2 separate regions of the Hordeum vulgare genome follow, and region 2 is linked to region 1. Evidence: chromatin contacts called from public Hi-C data. All regions are on one chromosome and are shown on one strand. Each heading gives the region's core, a stretch centred on a gene start, on an enhancer-like site or on the middle of the called end of the contact. The rest is flanking DNA. Distances are from core to core; before and after follow the strand shown.

Evidence for each region. A called contact is a pair of places that touch in the nucleus more often than the background predicts.
Region 2: a contact with region 1 is called in a Hi-C map of seedling, with 2.8 times the contacts expected there. The contact joins the promoter of LOC123443901 here to the promoter of LOC123443900 in region 1. A contact is called at or near these places in 3 of 6 Hi-C or Micro-C datasets (leaf and seedling).

What each region holds. Positions count from the first base shown.
Region 1 is chr3H:375,047,740-375,050,683 of MorexV3_pseudomolecules_assembly, reverse strand. LOC123443900 (GDSL esterase/lipase At1g28600-like) reads left to right here and starts at 1,379. Exons shown (of 5, transcript XM_045120450.1): 1 at 1,379-1,725; 2 at 1,816-2,040. The coding sequence starts at 1,470.
Region 2 is chr3H:375,243,102-375,246,045 of MorexV3_pseudomolecules_assembly, reverse strand. It overlaps LOC123443901 (protein SEH1), which reads left to right and starts at 1,519. Exons shown (of 8, transcript XM_045120451.1): 1 at 1,519-1,802; 2 at 2,331-2,442. The coding sequence starts at 1,659.

The DNA of each region.
Region 1 (2,944 bases), core at 130-2,629:
CGCACACACTCACCAATCACGTCTCACATTTCTCTCTTCACATCTCGTATCTTATATCCGACGCTCTATAATCATATTACACATGCACGTCAAAATAATTTACGTGATCAAATATCAAACAATAAAATCAGAAGCAAACGAGCACAAGATTTACGACAAACGGACATCCATCATCACCTAAAAGATCATCGAATTCGCAAGACATGGTTCATCATCACCAAAAAACTATATTAACAATGCGTAGGGAGGACTGGGCAGATCACCACTTCCTCGTCGGACCTTTGCCATTTGCCTTTTGGATCGCCGGCACAAATGTACATGTCCACAGCTGGCGGAAGGTCTTGATCGTTGGAGGATGAGCTACCGTTGTCGTTGTTGTCGGAGTCTTTGTTGGAGAGGACGATGAGGCCCTTCATCCGTTGGATCGCCCTGTCATGCTCCCGCTTCAACCGCGCCACTCGGTCCTTCTCCTCCGTTGCCTCCTTCACCTCGTGCTTCGACTGCTCAATAGCTAGCCGGAGCGCCTTCACATTCTTTCATCGGAGGTGCCGAGCGTCCGCCTCCGCCATCGTGATGGACTGGCGGTACACCCATGCGAGAACGTGTTCTTCCTCGTCGGGCTCCGCCGGCATCCAGCGGTGGCGGCACGCGGACTACTCCGCTTCCCCTCGTCTTAGTGCCTGCTGCCTCTCACGGTGGGCGGCGTATGCCTCCGATTCCGGAGTGCGCGTGCGGGCGCTGGCCGGCGATGCAGGCGCTGGCCGGCGATGCGGGCACTAGGACCCAACGCTGCCCACGTGGAGCAATGGCCGGTGGGAGGAGGACATCGTGTGGGGCCGATGCGGACTCTGCAGCCCTATCGGAGCTGCGCGCGGGACGGGAGGGTCCAGCTTCGGCATCCGTGCTCCGCTGTCTCGGGAGCGGCGGGGCTCCAAGGCGATGCGGAGGGCCAGTTTGTCGGAGTCGACGTCGGAGTCATCGGAGCGGCTGCCGGCACTCGACATTCTACTCGATGGGATCGGGTTCGAAGAGGTAGAGAAGGAGACGAAGGAAGAGAATGAGCTAGGGTTCGAAGCAAGGCGCCTGGAGTGGGTTTTTTTTAGACAATGGTGCAGTCGGTGATAGGTCAGGCCTATCAAGCAGTAGTGCGAGGGCCATCCTATATACGTACTATATTTAGGCTGGATACGGTCGGTCGGAAAAGGTCTGGTTAAATCTTTTTTGTAACCCATCACTGACGGATACGAGGGGTGCTCTAATCGCAAATCATTTGAGGCACACTGATAATTTTCAGCGCTGTCCGTGTCATCTGTGGGTGGCCTATCAAGATCACAGATGGCCCCGCGAAAGTGAGTTTGGTTGGTAAAAACGTCGCGTCCTCTTCTTTCCTTCTTTCCTTGCGCCCCCGTAGATCCATTCTCCTTCCACAACTCCTACATTTCCACGGGCCACGGGGAGAAAAAGAAGTTATGCCTTCCTCTGCCTCCGTGACGGTGATCATGGCGGCGGCGTTCCTGCTACTGGCGGCGGCGCAGGCGCGGGCGGATCCGGCGTGCTATCCGCGGGTGTTCAGCTTCGGAGACTCGCTGGCGGACACGGGAAACGTGCTCTACCTCTACGGCAACGACTCCTACGAGGCCGCGACCAGGCTGCCCTATGGCGAGACCTACTTCCACAAAGCCACCGGCCGATCCTCCAACGGCCGCCTCATCATCGACTTCATCGGTACGGCACGACCACACGGCTCGCTGGATCCATCAACCAGCCAGCTTGGTAGCAAGAGTATGCATACTAACTTGAAATCTGTGTGGGCAGCGGAGGCGCTGGGGCTGCCATTCGTGCCACCGTACCTGAGCGGGCGGAGCGCGGAGGACTTCGTCGGCGGGGCTAACTTCGCCGTGGCCGGCGCCACGGCGCTGAGCCCGGACTTCTTCTGGGAGAATGGAGTGCCCGCGTTTCGGGCAGACACGGTGCACCTTGACATGGAGATGGAGTGGTTCCGCGACCTCCTCGGCCTGCTCTGCCCCAACGACGTCGCTGGTATGCTAGTTCAACCCCCTTCTCTTTTCCGTTTTGACATGGACTTACAGGATCTTGATCCACCACTTACAAATTCGGCACTCAAACGGCCGTAAACGCACCCGATTAGCGACCGAACCTGTCCTGTGTTTGTCTGTCTGTACATTTACATTTTTTATTTTTATTTTCTTATATGTCCGATCATTTGCACATGATTGATGAAAAAAGAAATGGTCTAGGATGGGGTGGTGTCCTGTATGGCGGACCGAGACGCATTCGCGTCCGCAAACCTTCAAATTTTTTTTATATTTGAGATGAATATACAGGTTCGCGGACAGCCAGACGTATAGGGATAATATGAGGAGTCCGATTGGGTCACTTTTTTCTTCTCTCATGTGGGTTATATGAGTGGTCATTTGAGGGACCGGTCCGGTCACTAAGAGCATCTACGGTCGGACTCCTCAAATGACCCCTCAAACGCGTTAATTTTTTTTCTGCGTGCAATGAAAAACGGCAACATGGGTGTCGGCCAGCACGCGCTAAATCTCGCGTTGCGCTCTCAACCGCCCCATTCCTTTTTGCATTTTATCCCCACGCTTTGCCGCCGTCACACTTCCTTCCCGCGCTTCGCCGCGCCTTCTCCCCTGCCTTTCCCAGCACCTCGTCACTGTCGCGCCCGTCATGCCGTCGCGCCCCTGGAGCAGCTCGGGCTACCGCAGCGTTCATGCCCGTCCGTTCTGCGTCTTATACGTGGAGATCTGCTTCGGCTATACGCGCCTCAGGCTCGGCACGTTCGAGACGGCCCACGAGGCCGTTCACGCTTACGACACGGCGGTGTGGCGCCCCGGGCAGCCTCGGGCGCAGATGAACTTCAACGATATCTTCACGCGCGAGCAGGCGCATGTAGTTGTGCCTTCCCCGCGTG
Region 2 (2,944 bases), core at 270-2,769, 200 kb before region 1:
CACGTTTTTAAAACTATCACGCATGTGATGAGCGGGGTTGGAGAGGAGTGGGGTCGAGAGGTTGACGAGTACTGTAGTTGATCATAGGATGAGAATGAGTTGCTCATACGATGTGAAGAGTTGCTCAAAGCATGGGGACCAGTTGCATAGTGAGGGAAGATGATACCTAAGTTGTCCATCAAGGGACTTAATTTGCCTACAATCTCAAAAACAAATTGCGGGATCTAAAATGTCTTTCATGATTCCAAATTTCAAAGCTATGTGGGCATGGGTGGTTTCCTTGTGCTTTCCTTTTGAGGGTGTACCCTCGTAATACTACTAAGCACGTATGTTGGCTAGCCAGGTCATGGGTGTTGATTAGTTGCATAAGTGGGGGCAGATGAGAAGTTGCGTGTGGGTGATGAGAAGTTCATAGGGGTGGATCACACAGTTGCCCACAAACATACACAAGTTGTTCATAATTTTTGCACAAGTTCCCCTTGAAAATCATTGAAACCTCTAGATATAGTAATGGAAAACACACTCGAGTTACTTGTTAAATGCACTGGAGTTGTACAAAAACACCCTAAAAGTTGCTAACGATTTCTATGTGATACTCGAGTGCATAACGATCTCAAAGTCATTGTCCTTGTTTTTGCCTCCAATAACCCCATCAATGATGAACTTGAACTTCTCCATATGTGGTTGCTTTTGTCTAGATACCAAGTTAGAGTGAGAGTACACATGAGTTAGCTTGTGATAAGAAACTTCAAAATATTCTATGCAATTAATTTGTAAAATTAGACAACTGAGCAATAATAATAGGTAACTAATTACCAATAAAACACAACTGGGTATCAACGGTAGGCCAATTTTTATAGTATTGTAGGCAATTGGGCATTAGTGGTAGGCAACTCAGCAATCACGATAGGCAAATTGAGATAATGTTAGCAAAATTCATTGATACGCGTAGTGCAATGAAGTCGCTTATATGTAGCACCAAATGCGCCTCATATTTTGCATGATTTTTTCAACAAACCAACCTAATACGCAGACCTACTAGGCAAAAAATGAAGTCACTTTCTTTTAGCACTAAAGTTGCCTCCATCGCATCCAAAGTTGCCTTAAAAAAGTTTGACGAAACCTATTGATATGAGATCTAGTTTTAATGAATTCGTTACGAGAAACCCACCTGTGAAAACGAAACTGAATTTTGAGACTTAAATCAAAAGTTATAGTTTCTTAAACTTTTGAGCCACCAGATAAATGCACGTATGGACAAGATTCTTTTATATGGACTTTGTAATGCGTTGACAAGTCCTTCCATATTAAGAGGAGCGCTTGATCCCATCGCGCTCTAGCGCCCGCTAGCCACGTCCTAGGTTGAAAACGTCTTTCATTATTTTTTTAGAATTGGAAAAGTCTTTCATTGTTGTTTTTAGAATTTGAAAACGTCTTTTCATGGGCCTTCATTTCGGTGTCACCACGACTTCCCAGTCCCCTAAAAAAAACACTGCTCCCAGCAAACAACTACGTCTACCTGGGCCGCCAGGCTTCCTCCCCGAACACAACAACCGGGTCCGCGCAAAACTCTGAGCAGGCGAACGCTCTGGCCGCCGCCGCCGACGACGACGACGAGGAGCACGACATCTATTCTCAGGTGAGGAAGGGAGGCGGGAATGGCGGATCAGAAGGTGGCTCAGTTGGGGCCTGGAGCTGCGTGCTGCGGCTGGAACCACTGCGGCCGGCGCCTAGCCGCCGGCGCCGTCGATGGGTCCGTTTCCGTCTACGATTCTCAGCCGTCTCCCTCCTCCAAGTGGCAGGTCAGTCTACCGCACCACCACCAGTCCACCACCTTAAAGACGGAAACCCTAAAACCTCATATGGCACCCACCCACCCAGCGTCTCGTTCTTTCGCGTCCACTCGGGTGGTTTAGTACTGACCAATTTCTCATGAGTTCGTCAAGATTTACTGCAAGTTTAGAGCCTTTTGCTAGCATTCGATTCTTCGTGCACAATACGTCAATCATGTGGCTCGTTGCGTAGGTCTACGGGTACCAAGTTATTGCTCTGGGATGCGGTAATTAGTTTGCGTGTGGATATTTCAGTAGGAGACTGCAGTGTTTCTGCATTCTTGATACACCAAACTGGTTGCACATGCTGTTGAATGGTTCTATTTGTAAAGATCAGTGTGCCGATGTGAAATTGGCACTTGCTAGAAATTATGCTCGAGATGGAGTACTATGGGTGTTGGAATAGCATATATATCTCTGAACCATTGTATCTTTCTTTTGGTGTTTCTTGTGTACTAAGTGAGACTTGTTTCGTAATGTTGTCGGTCTTGCGATCAGGCCCATGAGCATGCCGTAGTGGCTGTCGTCTGGCTTCCTCCGGACTACGGGGATGCTATAGCTTGTGTCTGTGCCGACGGTACGCTGTCTTTGTGGGAGGAGATTGCAGAAGGTCAGCTTTTCTTGTTCCATCTTATTCTATGTTTCTAACAATCTTGCACTTTCATGATGGAGATAGTTGTGCTGTAATTAGCTTTTGTACTGAGAAGTCTGAAAGGACTTATGCATTGATGAGAATGAATTTGGAGACCACTCACCAACCAATAATCATTGATCTTGATTTAGTTGCCTCTTCGTCTTCTTTACTAGCTCAATTTTCCCATGAAATATACATGGAGAATAGTACTTGGGCGGTCCGTTCAGTACTGACTACCAATTAGCACATGTAGTCAGTTTGTCTCTTGTCATGTCCAGTACTGACTACCAGTACATCTGAAGCACTTCAGTTAGTTTACCACTCTGTCATGTTCAGTACTGACTATTGAGTAGATCCAAGTAAAAAAAAATTGATACATCAAACTCATTTTTAAAACTGGAATAGGAATATTTCACTAGACTTTGCAGCACAATGCAACATATCATGTAATCCCAAACTGGCCTTTATGTGATTTAAG